Linked DNA regions of Mus musculus: regions 1, 2 and 3 are each linked to region 4. A link is a contact called in public Hi-C, HiChIP or PLAC-seq and promoter capture Hi-C data. All regions are on one chromosome and are shown on one strand. Each heading gives the region's core, a stretch centred on a gene start, on an enhancer-like site or on the middle of the called end of the contact. The rest is flanking DNA. Distances are from core to core; before and after follow the strand shown. Region 1 has its middle 270 kb from the start of Gm31326. Region 2 has its middle 180 kb from the start of Gm31326. Region 3 has its middle 210 kb from the start of Gm24638. Region 4 holds the start of Ephb1 (Eph receptor B1).

What was found. Promoter capture Hi-C pulls out the DNA fragments that hold promoters and counts their contacts. Hi-C and Micro-C count contacts between places; a contact is called where the count stands out from the background. HiChIP or PLAC-seq counts read pairs in DNA pulled down with a chosen protein or histone mark.
Region 1: a contact with region 4 is called in an H3K4me3 HiChIP or PLAC-seq map of embryonic hindbrain, with 10 times the contacts expected there. The contact joins the enhancer-like site here to the promoter of Ephb1 in region 4. A contact is called at or near these places in 8 of 39 promoter capture datasets (cranial neural crest, embryonic stem cells, frontonasal cranial neural crest and 4 more), 2 of 484 Hi-C or Micro-C datasets (cerebellum and ganglionic eminence), 13 of 115 datasets of contacts at active chromatin or transcription factors (craniofacial prominence, differentiating embryonic stem cells, embryonic basal ganglia and 8 more) and 1 of 9 other capture datasets (embryonic stem cells).
Region 2: a promoter capture Hi-C map of hippocampal neurons shows a contact between it and region 4, with 7 times the contacts expected there. The contact joins the enhancer-like site here to the promoter of Ephb1 in region 4. A contact is called at or near these places in 7 of 39 promoter capture datasets (embryonic stem cells, epiblast stem cells, frontonasal cranial neural crest and 3 more), 2 of 484 Hi-C or Micro-C datasets (both in cortical neurons), 9 of 115 datasets of contacts at active chromatin or transcription factors (craniofacial prominence, embryonic basal ganglia, embryonic forebrain and 6 more) and 1 of 9 other capture datasets (embryonic stem cells).
Region 3: a Hi-C map of embryonic limb bud shows a contact between it and region 4, with 2.8 times the contacts expected there. The contact joins the enhancer-like site here to the promoter of Ephb1 in region 4. A contact is called at or near these places in 16 of 39 promoter capture datasets (the 3T3-L1 cell line, the C10 cell line, the HPC-7 cell line and 12 more), 1 of 15 datasets of contacts at CTCF or cohesin (embryonic stem cells), 33 of 484 Hi-C or Micro-C datasets (the HL-1 cell line, LSK cells, cerebellar granule neurons and 13 more), 11 of 115 datasets of contacts at active chromatin or transcription factors (craniofacial prominence, embryonic forebrain, embryonic hindbrain and 5 more) and 1 of 9 other capture datasets (embryonic stem cells).

What each region holds. Positions count from the first base shown.
Region 1 is chr9:101,716,876-101,719,698 of GRCm38.p6, reverse strand. No RefSeq gene overlaps it. Among named protein-coding and RNA genes, the nearest start is that of Gm31326, 270 kb to the left of the region's middle. Within about 2 kb of position 1,463, at least 16 of the 459 cell types and tissues checked have an H3K27ac peak or open chromatin away from gene starts, as enhancers often do. A contact at or near this core is called in differentiating embryonic stem cells, where this site is marked.
Region 2 is chr9:101,806,258-101,809,042 of GRCm38.p6, reverse strand. No RefSeq gene overlaps it. Among named protein-coding and RNA genes, the nearest start is that of Gm31326, 180 kb to the left of the region's middle. Within about 2 kb of position 1,397, at least 14 of the 459 cell types and tissues checked have an H3K27ac peak or open chromatin away from gene starts, as enhancers often do. A contact at or near this core is called in cortical neurons, forebrain and hippocampal neurons, where this site is marked.
Region 3 is chr9:101,601,191-101,604,333 of GRCm38.p6, reverse strand. No RefSeq gene overlaps it. Among named protein-coding and RNA genes, the nearest start is that of Gm24638, 210 kb to the right of the region's middle. Within about 2 kb of position 1,308, at least 15 of the 459 cell types and tissues checked have an H3K27ac peak or open chromatin away from gene starts, as enhancers often do. A contact at or near this core is called in embryonic limb bud, where this site is marked.
Region 4 is chr9:102,353,155-102,356,166 of GRCm38.p6, reverse strand. Ephb1 (Eph receptor B1) reads left to right here and starts at 1,474. Exons shown (of 16, transcript NM_173447.3): 1 at 1,474-1,885. The coding sequence starts at 1,828.

The DNA.
Region 1 (2,823 bases), core at 214-2,713, 640 kb after region 4:
TGGCAGACAAAGATTTAAGAATCCATAGACTTAAGTATCTCCACACAACCTAAACAGATTCCACATAAATATGTATTTACTTAAATTCTTAAAATTCTTAAATATACAACTCAGTAAAATGTAAACAAGACATTTGAAGAAAATATACAGTATCCAAATGGCCAACAAACACGGAAAATTACTAATGTCAGCAGTGGGTAGAAAATTCAAACTCATATCTACTAAGATCTACTCAGTAGGAGAGCTAAAGTAGCCGAGACTGACAAGATCAAGTGCTGACAAGGTTCTGGAGGAACTAGAACTTTCAGAAACTACTGACAGGCATGCAAATTGATATGACCGCTGTAACAGTGTTTGTCCACGCACACCGAAGCCGAGTATATCCATTCCTTAAACCCCAGCAAGTTTTCTAATGGGACCCTAAGAAAGATGGATAAACATACTCAGTAAGTGACTGGGAGAGAACAGGAGATACACATTTACAGCGCTGTGAGTACAGACCTTTATCACACGTGTGAAATGAAATACACTTGGTCAGCTGTGTTCAGAAACTTTCCCCACTACACTTTTATAAGTTTTGCTTCACAAAATTTGAACCCAGTAAGAATGAATGTCCTAAATCTTTCACCCTCTGCAAGCAACAAGCAAGACCAGCATGACTGGCCTAGGAGGTTAAAAATGGCTGTTAGCTAGCGAGATGACACAAATCGGACCGTGGAAAACAAAAGCATCGTGTCACTTGGTTCAGCAAAGTGTGGTTGTGGAGAACTGTGGGGAGGTCGGCGTCTTCAGTTAAAAGTCCAAATCTGAACGAAGTTCACGAATGGAAAGGGAGCGAGGCCCAAAACTTTCTCGGAGCTTGACCAATCTGGATGCTGTTACTCTCTGTGATCATCTGGGATGGGTGGACAGATGATCAGAGCAATCACAGGAAAGAACCATGCAACTGGATAGAAGATGGTAGCATCCTCTAGCCCTCTATGCTGAAAGTGTGGTACCTTCCTGCCTTTCCCTGTAGTTCCCTCACCAGCCAGGCCCTTGGTTAACATTTCCATGGATCTTATCATTATTTTTTTTTTTTACAGAGGAATAAGTGGTAAGTCTGAACTCAGTTTGAGATATGCCCTCAGGCCTGTGCCACACTTCTGGGCCAGAGCAAAGGATGGCTTTCTCTCTCTCTCTCTCTCTCTCTCTCTCTCTCTCTCTCTCTCTCTCTCTCTCTCTCTCTCTCCCTCTCTCTCTGAATAATGAAGACATTTGCGGGGCTTCTGGGAAGACCTGAGCTAGGAGTTGGCTTCCCCATCACCAGAACAGTTACCATGTGAAGCAAGATCTGCATCTACCCAACTGTATCTTCATGAGAAATCTTCCTTCTAACACGGATCCCACCCCCCTAGTCAGAGCAGCTGCTACCTCCTGGAGAAGGGCCTCTCATTTTAACTGAGGCTGGAATTTCAGCAGGCTTTGTTCTTAGCAGCATGAGGATGATACATTATCATTACAGGGCTACCTCCAGGGAAGCCAAGCCCAGAGCAGCAGGAGCAACTGTTGCCATGGTGACCAAGCAAAGGACCAAGTGAAAGCCCCAGGACTATAAATTCTCACGTCTCTCTGGATAAGGGTCTTCCTTGGTGGAATAACCTTGGAAGAGCCTTCCAGGTACAGACTGTGCAGTATACAAGGCCATGGTATCACTTCATAGGCACACCTGGGCAGTGCCCAGGCGAGCTGTGCAGGGGGTAAACAAATCTCATCTCTGATTTTTTTTAATCCCTTCTCTTGACACCCACCTCTCCTTCCCTTGCTATTTCTCTTTTTGTTGCCAGTCATTAAATTCTGCCCCCCCCACCCCCTTCTGGGGCCAAGTAAAAAGGAACTTAGTGCAGAAGGTTCTCTGCATCTTTTTGACACTCAGAATGCAGTCCAAGCTTGTGATGCTCACCCCTGCATCGTGGCATTTTTTTGTGCTGTGGTACATGTTCTTTTGTACCATGTGCACCTTGGCAAGTTACCGTTATAGCTGCTACCCACGCTGCCTCATCCTCATGACTGACTCTGTGAGAACGGAAGCCTCTCTGATCCCCTTCTCTTCTGTAGCTTGGCACACGGGAAACAATATTGATCAACTAAATGAACAAAGAAAAGTAATAAAAGTTAAATGCCTCCAAATAGAAAGCCACGGGGGGCACAGTGGATGCATCTCAGATGGTTTCTGAGCAACGGTGCTCAGAACACGGCGTCAGCTTTCCCTGTAAGCATAACTGCACAGAATCTCTAAGTGAAAAGGAAACCCAGAGATCACTGCTTCTCAGCTTTCCCTCTGGCCTTTCTGAAGACTAGAGTCTCTGCCTCCTTCAATGACCAAGTGAGACAGACATTCGGAGTATAAAGCACGGACCAAGCCTCTCCCTGGAGTTGGTAGATGGCAACTCATTTCTCTCTCTCTCTCTCTCTCTCTCTCTCTCTCTCTCTCTCACTCTCTCTTTTTTTTCTTTTTTCTTTTTTTTGGTTGTTTTTGAGACAGAGTTTCTCTGTATAGTCCTGGCTGTCCTGGAACTCACTCTGTAGACCAGGCTAGCTAGCTAGTTCTCCGACTTGAATACAAAGTGATACTCATCTACTCTGAATGAGCACCTAGAGGAAGCCAGGAACTACAGGAAGCAATGGCAGAGCGTGGGTAAGCAGAAGCGCCACCAATCTGAAGAACGGTGCAGATTCATTGGCACAGTCATAACCCATGATAGAACTTTGTTAGTAGTAAAAACATGGATAATTGCACAGCAATAAAGAACCACTGTCCCAACACCACCCTGTGTGTCTAGA
Region 2 (2,785 bases), core at 148-2,647, 550 kb after region 4:
ATCCCCCACAGTGTCTCCTGACATGAAAGCTTACAAACTTTTAATGTTGAAACAAAATGTGTTTAACCCAGCTGATGTCTCAAACAATTATCTCCAGCTCTTGCTCCTGGTTGGGAAGATAAACACTGATGGTAAAGCTGTTTGTAAATATTTTGAACAGATGCTAAGTCTTTAATTATTTTTTGCATTAAAAATTGACAACAATCGATATTCCCCACTGATGAGCCAAGGGTATTTTGAGTGCGTGCAAGAGGATATATTCTTTTTAATAGCAATTACTGCTCTGCGATGACTGGGAAATTGCACTGAGGTTTGAAAGTGTATTCACAGCTATGCCCAGGGGACTGCAGACAGTAATGCCTACTGTATCATCCACCTTATTTAAAACTTGCAATAGGAAACACAATTCAATCTAGCACATTTCCAAAGGCCAATGGGAAATAGATCGGGCAGCAGAGTCGGGAAATGCAAATGGGATGCCACACTCTATCTGAATTTCTCTGCCTGGATTTTTTTCCTTTTTTTTTCCCCTTCCCTTCCCCAAGGCCAGTGGTGCTGACTCAGTGGAGCATTAAACACAAATGTATGGGTTCAGCCCTGACCAGCCATTAATCAAAGTGTAGCCACAAAGACAGCACCCACAGATGAACAATCCATTGCAAGGCATCAGGCTCTTGTGGGGAGAGATTAAAGCAGGCTTTTGGAGGTACACAAGGGAAATGGCTATTTCTTATACTCAAAGGTCCTAGATGGTTGAAAAAATATTGTCAAAAGACATAATGACGTGGTATACTTTAAAGACAGGCACTTAACAAGTGGATTTGTTTAATGGAGTGAGACAATGATTGTACCCTATGACTTGTTTAGAAAAAAACGTTCAAAGTCAACTTTTGAGACCTCTGTGAATGTGAAGGGCTTCCTATCCCTGCCCAGAAAGCCCAGAAACATCAAGGAAAAGTAGCTCAGGTCAAGACTTCAGTCGTCTCTACTCTAGTTACATGCCCCGTAGTCCATCTGAGAACCTCAGATGTCACTGGGAGAAGAATTGGCTTCCCTGCTGTAGTCTCATGCAGGCTTCTATTAGGGGCCCGGTGCTGTTTAGTCCAGAGGGCAGGTGATTTCCCTGTGTCCTTGGACAAGGGCATCCTCCTGCTGGAAAAACAAAAAACCAAAAAAAAAACAAACAAAAAAAAACAAAAAAAAAACCAAAAAACAAAAACTGAACTCTTCCCAGGCCCTTAGAGGATGTAGGATGAGTGCTTCCTTCTCTGGGAGCAGGCAGACAGAAGGAAGACTTGAAGATGATTCCTCCTGGGGTCTCACAGGCAGTGACTGCCCTCTTCTCGTTCCCTCACCACCTCTTTAATCTTGCTTGCAGCAAACCCCTTGATGTGATTCACAGGTTAAGTCCCACCAGGAAAGATGTTCAAAATGTCCCTTGCTCTAGTATTCTATCCCTCCAGCATGAGAGACTCTGCTGTCACCTTTATTTAGAGGTAAGCCCTAACCTGCTGGTCCCTGCCCCTAATATCACCAGAGAGAGGCGGAGCACCTCAAGCATGGAAGTCAGAGGAACCTACGGCAATGGTTACCTAGCAACAGTGTCTCAGGATTTGAATGTAATTATACCCCGAGCGTGATAAATACTCAGAAGGGCTCCTTATGTGCAGATCCTACTAAACAAGCCTTTGAAATTACCCTCATCAAATATTGATAGAAAAAATGTTTTTGAGAAGAAAAAAATTCTTGATATGCATGGAGAAGTAAGTGCTATAGTGAGGTGAGAGAGTGTTGGTCAGAGCAGCTCAGAGGGCCTCCACTCCACTCTCTCAGGCCATTCAAAGATCCAGATGAGAGACTGGAACCAGGGATCAGTGTTTTCTCAGAAATATGGTGGGGAATATGTATACAAGGCCAACAGTCTACTGGTGAGATCAACCAACTGACCTACAATTCAGGAGTCATTTTTCTGGTCTCAAGGTTGAGCATACTGAGCAAGACAAACTCTAAGCATGAATGTGGCTGAGACCTGGAGAATGTATTTGAACGGGGAGAGGAGTCCAGACATAGGAGATGGCATAGACAGAGGACAAAAGGCCTTTGCCTCCTCAAAACCATGGTTATGTTGAATCAGATGTGAAGCTTGTGCAATGGCTCAAACAGAAGAGCGAGTAGTCTAGATTATAGAGGTTCCTCTTCATAGAGCCTAAGCTTTATCCCGAGGGAACCAGGGCCATAGTGGATGTGGGTGGTCTGGTGGTTGTGTACGAGAGAGAGAGAGAGAGAGGGGTGGCATTGTCAGATGAGTGTGGCCGGGACAGGTTTATGACTTCCATGAGAAGGGCTTCCATGCAGGACCAGAAGGTGACACCTGTCCAGGGGCTAATGGCAGGTGAGGACTCAAAGATATGTGGCCTCATGGCACAGAGCTGTTAATGAGTCTCTATTCAGGTGTTTGCACAGACTCCTGAGATAAAAACTGGAGATATGGCCTCTCCCCTGTCATGTTGCTGCATATAGTACCCTGGGCAGTAGGATGCTCTGATAGAGCAGGACTCTGACCAAGATGTGTCTCCAGTGAGAAGCTGGAAGAAATTGAGGAGGAAGAGCATGGAATTTCCCAGTGGGAGAGAGGAAGTCAAATGTTTGTCTTAATGTCAGGTTTCCAAGGTATAAATCTAAGAACAGCCAGAGAATAAATTAGGACAAGAAAAGATTGTCATGGCCTGTTGAAATAGTTCACAGGGTAAAAGATAAACATGACAGCCTAAATTTAATCTCTGAA
Region 3 (3,143 bases), core at 59-2,558, 750 kb after region 4:
CATTCCACACACTAGACCTTAGCTTCCTAAGGCCTACTCAAGAGGGCGTCTCAAGGAGTCCTGGCCTATGATTTTGTAAAATTGTCAGACACATTGAGGCACATGTGCTATTGGGTAACCGTAAATGACTTATTGGCACCCGTGCAGTCCAGACAAAGGGTAAGAAAGTGAAGAGAATCTACGGGAGTTGGGTAGGTTGTAAGAGAAACCACAGATTTATTGGAGCAAGCACAAATAAAGTCTCAAATCAGCTGCCTGTCCCCAGCTTTCCTTCCTCCTCTTAGCATCTATACGGAAACCTTCAGCTCCCTGGCCCCCAACCATTTAGTCTGAAAACAAAGTTAAATTTGCTGAAGGAATTCAGTCTGTACTAGACCTCCAAACACTCCAAGGCCTGCCTCCTTGCCCCAGGAAGCTGTTCCAAAGACAAAATTGCTATCAAAGGACCTGTCACGCACAGTAATGGGACTGCCATGTGTGTAGCCTTTGTGCTACATTTTAGAAAATACTTTTTTTTTCCTCAATAATTTAACTTATTTAAAACAACCCCATGGGGTGTTGGTGATAGGGAAAAATTATTCCTTCAATATCCCTCCTCAGAATTTAAGGCCAGGAAATAATTTTTCTCTCCTCCTAATCAGGCATATATCCCTTCATTACGCAGTGAAAATCAGGGCTCCTGGGTATTTCTGTTTATGTTTTCGTTGTATTTCTAATATCCCAGGCTAATTTAGTACTTTGTTTTCCTAGCCAAATTATGCTAGAGGTTGAGCGTGATCCTCGGCCTCCCCCCCCTGCCCCCCCCCCCACCCCGCCATCCAGTGTAATGTCTGACTTACAATTGGCTTATTTCATAGGCACCCTTTGTTGCATCCTATGGGATGCCTCTTTGGAAATAAATATTGTAACCATCATGAACAAGGAGAGTTATGAGATGTATTATTCTTGCCTTCATTTGTCAGCCAGTGAGAAACAAGCTTTCTTCGGCTTGCAGGCCCTCCCCACTCTTCAGGCTACTTGTACACAGGGCATGGTCCCTGGGTCCTGCCGAGCCTATGCCGAGTCTTTATGCCTCTGGACAACCTTTCCTGTTTCTTTCTTTCTTTCTTTTTCATTTTCTTCTCCTTTCAGATTATGAGGTAAACTTTGCTCCTGAGGAAAACCCTGACCAAACACCTCATTTCCCTGAGCATCCTAGAGGGGCCTCAGATCAAACAGAACAATTAACTCCGCAAACAACGCCATTAGCCAGGCTCCCTCTGTACCCACCAGCCCGAATCCTAGCAAACACCTAGTGAAGCATATGGAGGCAGGGAATTGCAGGCAGGATTTTATGGGCCTCTCAGTGGGCCTGCTCAGGCTCCTTGGGAACCAGACAATTTAACATATGTCACTGTTCCCAGCTGCCTTGGGGCCTTGGCTGGGGACTACAGACATGAACTCGAGGGACGGCATTTAGAGTCAGGTGGGAATGGACTCTGTCCCCACAGCCCTGCCGACAGGTGGGTACTGTAAGCAGGACACAGGCTTCTCAAGACTGCTCACAGGGACCCCTCTGGAGAATGTAGAGAAGCAAATCCACTGTTAAAGTTCCCAGTTGTCCAAAGCCTGCATACCACTCACCTTCAGTTCAGCCTGGAAACTTCTTGTGCTTAGATATTGAGACCCATCAGAAAATCTCAATGTACCATGAGAGCAGTAGTTCTTACTGAAATCACAGACTAAAATGACCTATTAAGGTATCTTGTCCAATCCACCCCCCCCCCCACACACACACACACACCGCCTCCTTTAGCACAGGATTGGTCCCCAAAGAGCTTTGATAGTTCATTTTTAAATAATTCCAACAATGCGCTTTCCATGCCTGAAGTCATCAGGAGAACGGTGCTAACAGATCTCATTCTTCACAAGTGCACCCAAGATCCATCCCAATTTCTCCATTCCATAAGCTGCTTCTTGTACCATTCCAAATGACTCCAGCGGCTCCTGATGGACTCTCTGTGGGAAGCACTTGGCTGTGGCAGCTTTGTCTCATCACATCATTTGAGATCCTCTCTTAGGTTAGAGAGAGATGAGTCCAAAGGTTTGAAACTTACCAAGTCTTATGTGGATAAAGTCTATACACTCCCTCCCTGCTTTGCTCACCGATGAAAGCAATCAGAAGGCAGAAGATTGAACTGCAGCAGGCAGAATATAGAACAGTGACCAGCAGGCTATCACAGAGGGCTGGGGTTAGCCAGGATAGCTTGAACAGCCTGAGTTAAACTCTTAGGTCTGCCACTCTCAACAACAACAACAACAACAAAAATGTGTCCTTAGGATATGACTTGTTTGAACTTCTGTTCTTTTACAGATCAAGTGGGCCGAGCATTGCCTCCCTTAGAGCATGTTGGAAAGAATAAGACTAAAAATGTCAAGGAAGGTAACGAGTAAATGACAGTATTTTAATTTTAGAACGATCATGGCACATCAAGGTTTATTTCAGAGCTTTGCACAACTAGCTAAGTTATGGGATCAACCCTGATGTCCAAGGACAGAGCAAAAGATAAAGGTGTTTGTGTGTGTGTGTGTGTGTGTGTGTGTGTGTGTGTGTGTGTGTGTATTTGGCCTAAAAAAGAGTGAATTATCAGTAAATTGGAGCAACTGGAAATAATCATATTAAGTGACTTAAACCAATCTCAAAAACCAAATATGTTTTCTCATTTACAGTCTTAGATTTCATATACATACATGAAATCATATATGTATATGCATATATATATATATATATATATATATATATATATATATGACATGAATGTAGAGACAAATCTGTTTACAGGAACAAAGAGGGAGAGTAAGAATGGAGATGCAGGAGGGTATAGAGTAATATGCTCCACACACGATTGTATATGTGTTAAATTTTATACAATGTTATTAGATGAAATGTCCTTATGTAACTGCATATGCAATGACTATTCATAATAAAAATATTTTTTAAATGACATGGGTCTTAGCAAAAAGATATGCAAAGAGAAAAGAGTGGAGAGTAAATGACCCAGATCTGGGCTAGAAAGCCATGAACTAGTAAAAAAAAATCCCCATTCTATTTTCTATCATGCACCAGGTGTATACCTTTGCAAGCCCCATTCTGTTTTCTATCA
Region 4 (3,012 bases), core at 225-2,724:
GTTGGTCACCAGTGCAGGGAGGGGGAGGGGTTTCAAGGTAAGAGCTTTGGGGATTCCTCTCTTAGAGGCTGGAGGGATGAAGGAGGAAGGGCAAGAAGTAGTAAGACAGGTAGGCAGTGAAATTGGACTGTGGAGAGTGTTGCCAAAGCTGCAAAAGACCCAGTACTCACCCATGTCAGAGAGGGGCATCCCTCACTTAAGGGACTTCAAGACACAGTGCTGTGGAGGGACAAAGAGCAGCTGAGGTAGTATTAGGGAAGATTAAGCAGCGGTCACTGACGTCATCCTTTCAGGTTCTGAGGCCGGATGGGTGGATGGTAGGGGAAGACACAAACAGCCTGTGTCAAAGTCTGGGAAACAAAGACCTGTCAGAATCAGGGGTCTGAGTGTGGCTGGGGTGGTGAAGAGGGAGGCAGTGTCTGTGAAAGACAGAGTAAGTACCCAGGGTGGGGAATCAATGTAACTAAATTCCCAAAGGAGAGTTGCCAGATGTTAATGTCTTTAAAAGGTTTGGGGAGGGGGCTGAAGCCCCTCCCACATGAGTCTTCCAGGAGCATCCCTAACCTTGCGGGAGGAGGTGAGGACCTTCTGCCACACAGCTTCTGACAAGCATCAAGGCCAGGGCCGGATCTGAAACAGCCTGACCTGATCAACAGACAGCAAAATGGGGCATTATCATCAGAGCTGATGGTGGGAAACCACTTCTATTCTGGAGCCTGGTTTTCCTGTGGTTGCAGAACTCAGTCCTTCCCACCTACCTCCAGGCCTGGTTCAAAGCAATGTCTCCCTTCCCCATACCCCAACAAGTTGTCAGACTTTCGGCTGTTTCTTCATGTCTTCCCATTATGACTGTCTTCTGACAGCAGGCCCTACAGTGGATGCTCAGAGATCCACCTGGGAAGAGACTTTTGGAGATATACAGCTGAGGATATGATAGGAAGCCCACAGGGTGTTCTAACTACCCCCGAGCAGCCGGCCATAAAGTCTTGAAACCATATTCACTCACTCCACAGATGCATGCCAAGAATAAGACACTGTTAAGGTTCCAGGAATTCTGAGTGAACGAGATCAGACAAGACTCAAAAATAAACAAAATTGATTAGTAAAATGATATAGGGTGGCGGCATTCTGCATAGGAATAGTCAGGAGTAGCTGTGGGGTGTCTGTAAGCATAAGGGACCTCAGTTGACTTCTTGGCTGAGCCCCTCCTTTTCAGCTTGGGGAAAGCGAGCGTGCGAGGCTGCAGTTCTCCTAAATCACCACAAGAGGGAGCGCGATCACCTCCTAGCGCCTTCCTAACCCTCCCACACAGCCTTGCAAGCAAAAGTTTTTCTTAAACTAACAATGCCAGTGTAAGGAGGTGCTCGCGCCTGATTGGATGAGGGAATTTTGCAGGTTTGATTCCTTGATTGGACAGGAGGTGTTAGGGGTGGAGAGAGAGCTGATGGTGGGGGATCCCGCTCCCTCCCCCGTCAGTCTGGCCCGCTCTGTCCTCCCGTAGGCTCCGCTGTAGCTCGCAATGTGACACCAGGACGCACACGCTCTCGCGCGCTCTCCCAGGCTCGCTCTCCCTCACCCTCTCTCACACACGCACGCACACACCCACCTCTCCCATAAACACACACACACACATGCACACCCACATCCACGCGCGCCCGCACCGCCCCACGCGCGCACACTCCCGCCCACGCCCACGCCGCGCTCCGGGGAGTCCGGTCCCGGCCAGAGCGCGAAAGGACACGGAGAAGCCACCCGCCGGGAGCGCAGCGGCGCCCTGGGACGCGGCGCGTCTCCGCTGGGGCTCGGCCTGGGGGCCGCTGGCCGGCGATGGCCCTGGATTGCTTGCTGCTCTTCCTCCTGGCATCTGCAGTGGCCGCGATGGAAGGTAACGTACCCTTCGCGGAGCAACTTGGTGGCTGCCGGCTGCCAGTTCATGGGTGCCGCGCGCTTTGCAGGGCTCCTTTGGCTGCTCGGCCGGGCATCCTGGTGCTGGAGAGAGAGAATGTCACCGATCCTGGGTAGAGATGGGGCACCGGGATGGGGCGGTACCCACAGGCATGCCCTGCGCCGACCCTGGGCGCCCACAGCAGGTTCGTTCGCACGCAGAGTCTTTCGGCTCCTGCGCTCTGGTGCTCCCAGACAGCACGATCACCGGACATCTCCGGCTTAGAGAGCCTGGATCCCGCTGCATTGCGGTGCAAGCTCCTTAGCTCTGGGCGAAGCTGGTCTGGGAAGCGATACCTCGGGCCACTGGGCTCCTAGAGTCGGCACCTTCGGCTCTTTCTATCCCGGGCCTGGATGCGCTGGCTGGCGAGCGGTAGCTTGCTGTCTCCCTTTCGCAGTCTGAGGTTTCCGGACTCTGGGCTCCGCAGGCAGGCTGCTTGGGGGATCACAGAAGGTCCTACTAGTACCCCAGCAAGTGACTGCCAAACGAGAGGGGCCAAATCCATTGACCGCACCCTGGGGGGGAAATCAGCCCTAGAAGCTGCCGGGTTGCAATCTTCCAGGGACAGCAAGTGCGAGGCGGACGCCTTTCTCGCCTTCTGAGCTTTGGAGCAGGGGTGGGCTTGGGTGAGTGCTGGCGGTGCTTAAACTCATCCGGCAGTTAGAAGAGACTGCGTGGCTGCGAGCCCACGAGCCAAGACACCATCCCTGCTGGCTCAGCGTGGTTGTGCCTCCCGCTGGTGGCCAGCCAAACCCGCTCAGCGGACCCCTTACCCGGCGCACCCAGGAGCCCCGGCGCTCAGGGCTCCCGCGAATCCCGTGGGAAATCCCTGCTCGCCTCCCCGCCTCCCGCCCCCTTCCCCGCCCCCAACCTTCCCTGCGGAGCCGCGGCGGCCGCCACCTCCAGGGACGCATCTCAGTAGAGAAGGAGCAGTTAGAGTTATCTCGAACAGAGCAACTCTGGGGTGAGGCGCCGCCGCCACGCCACCCCTGCTGGAAGCCCCACATCCCGATGGATGTCTCTGGCCAGGTGGACTCCACCCGTAGGGACATTCCTCGTGGAAGGTT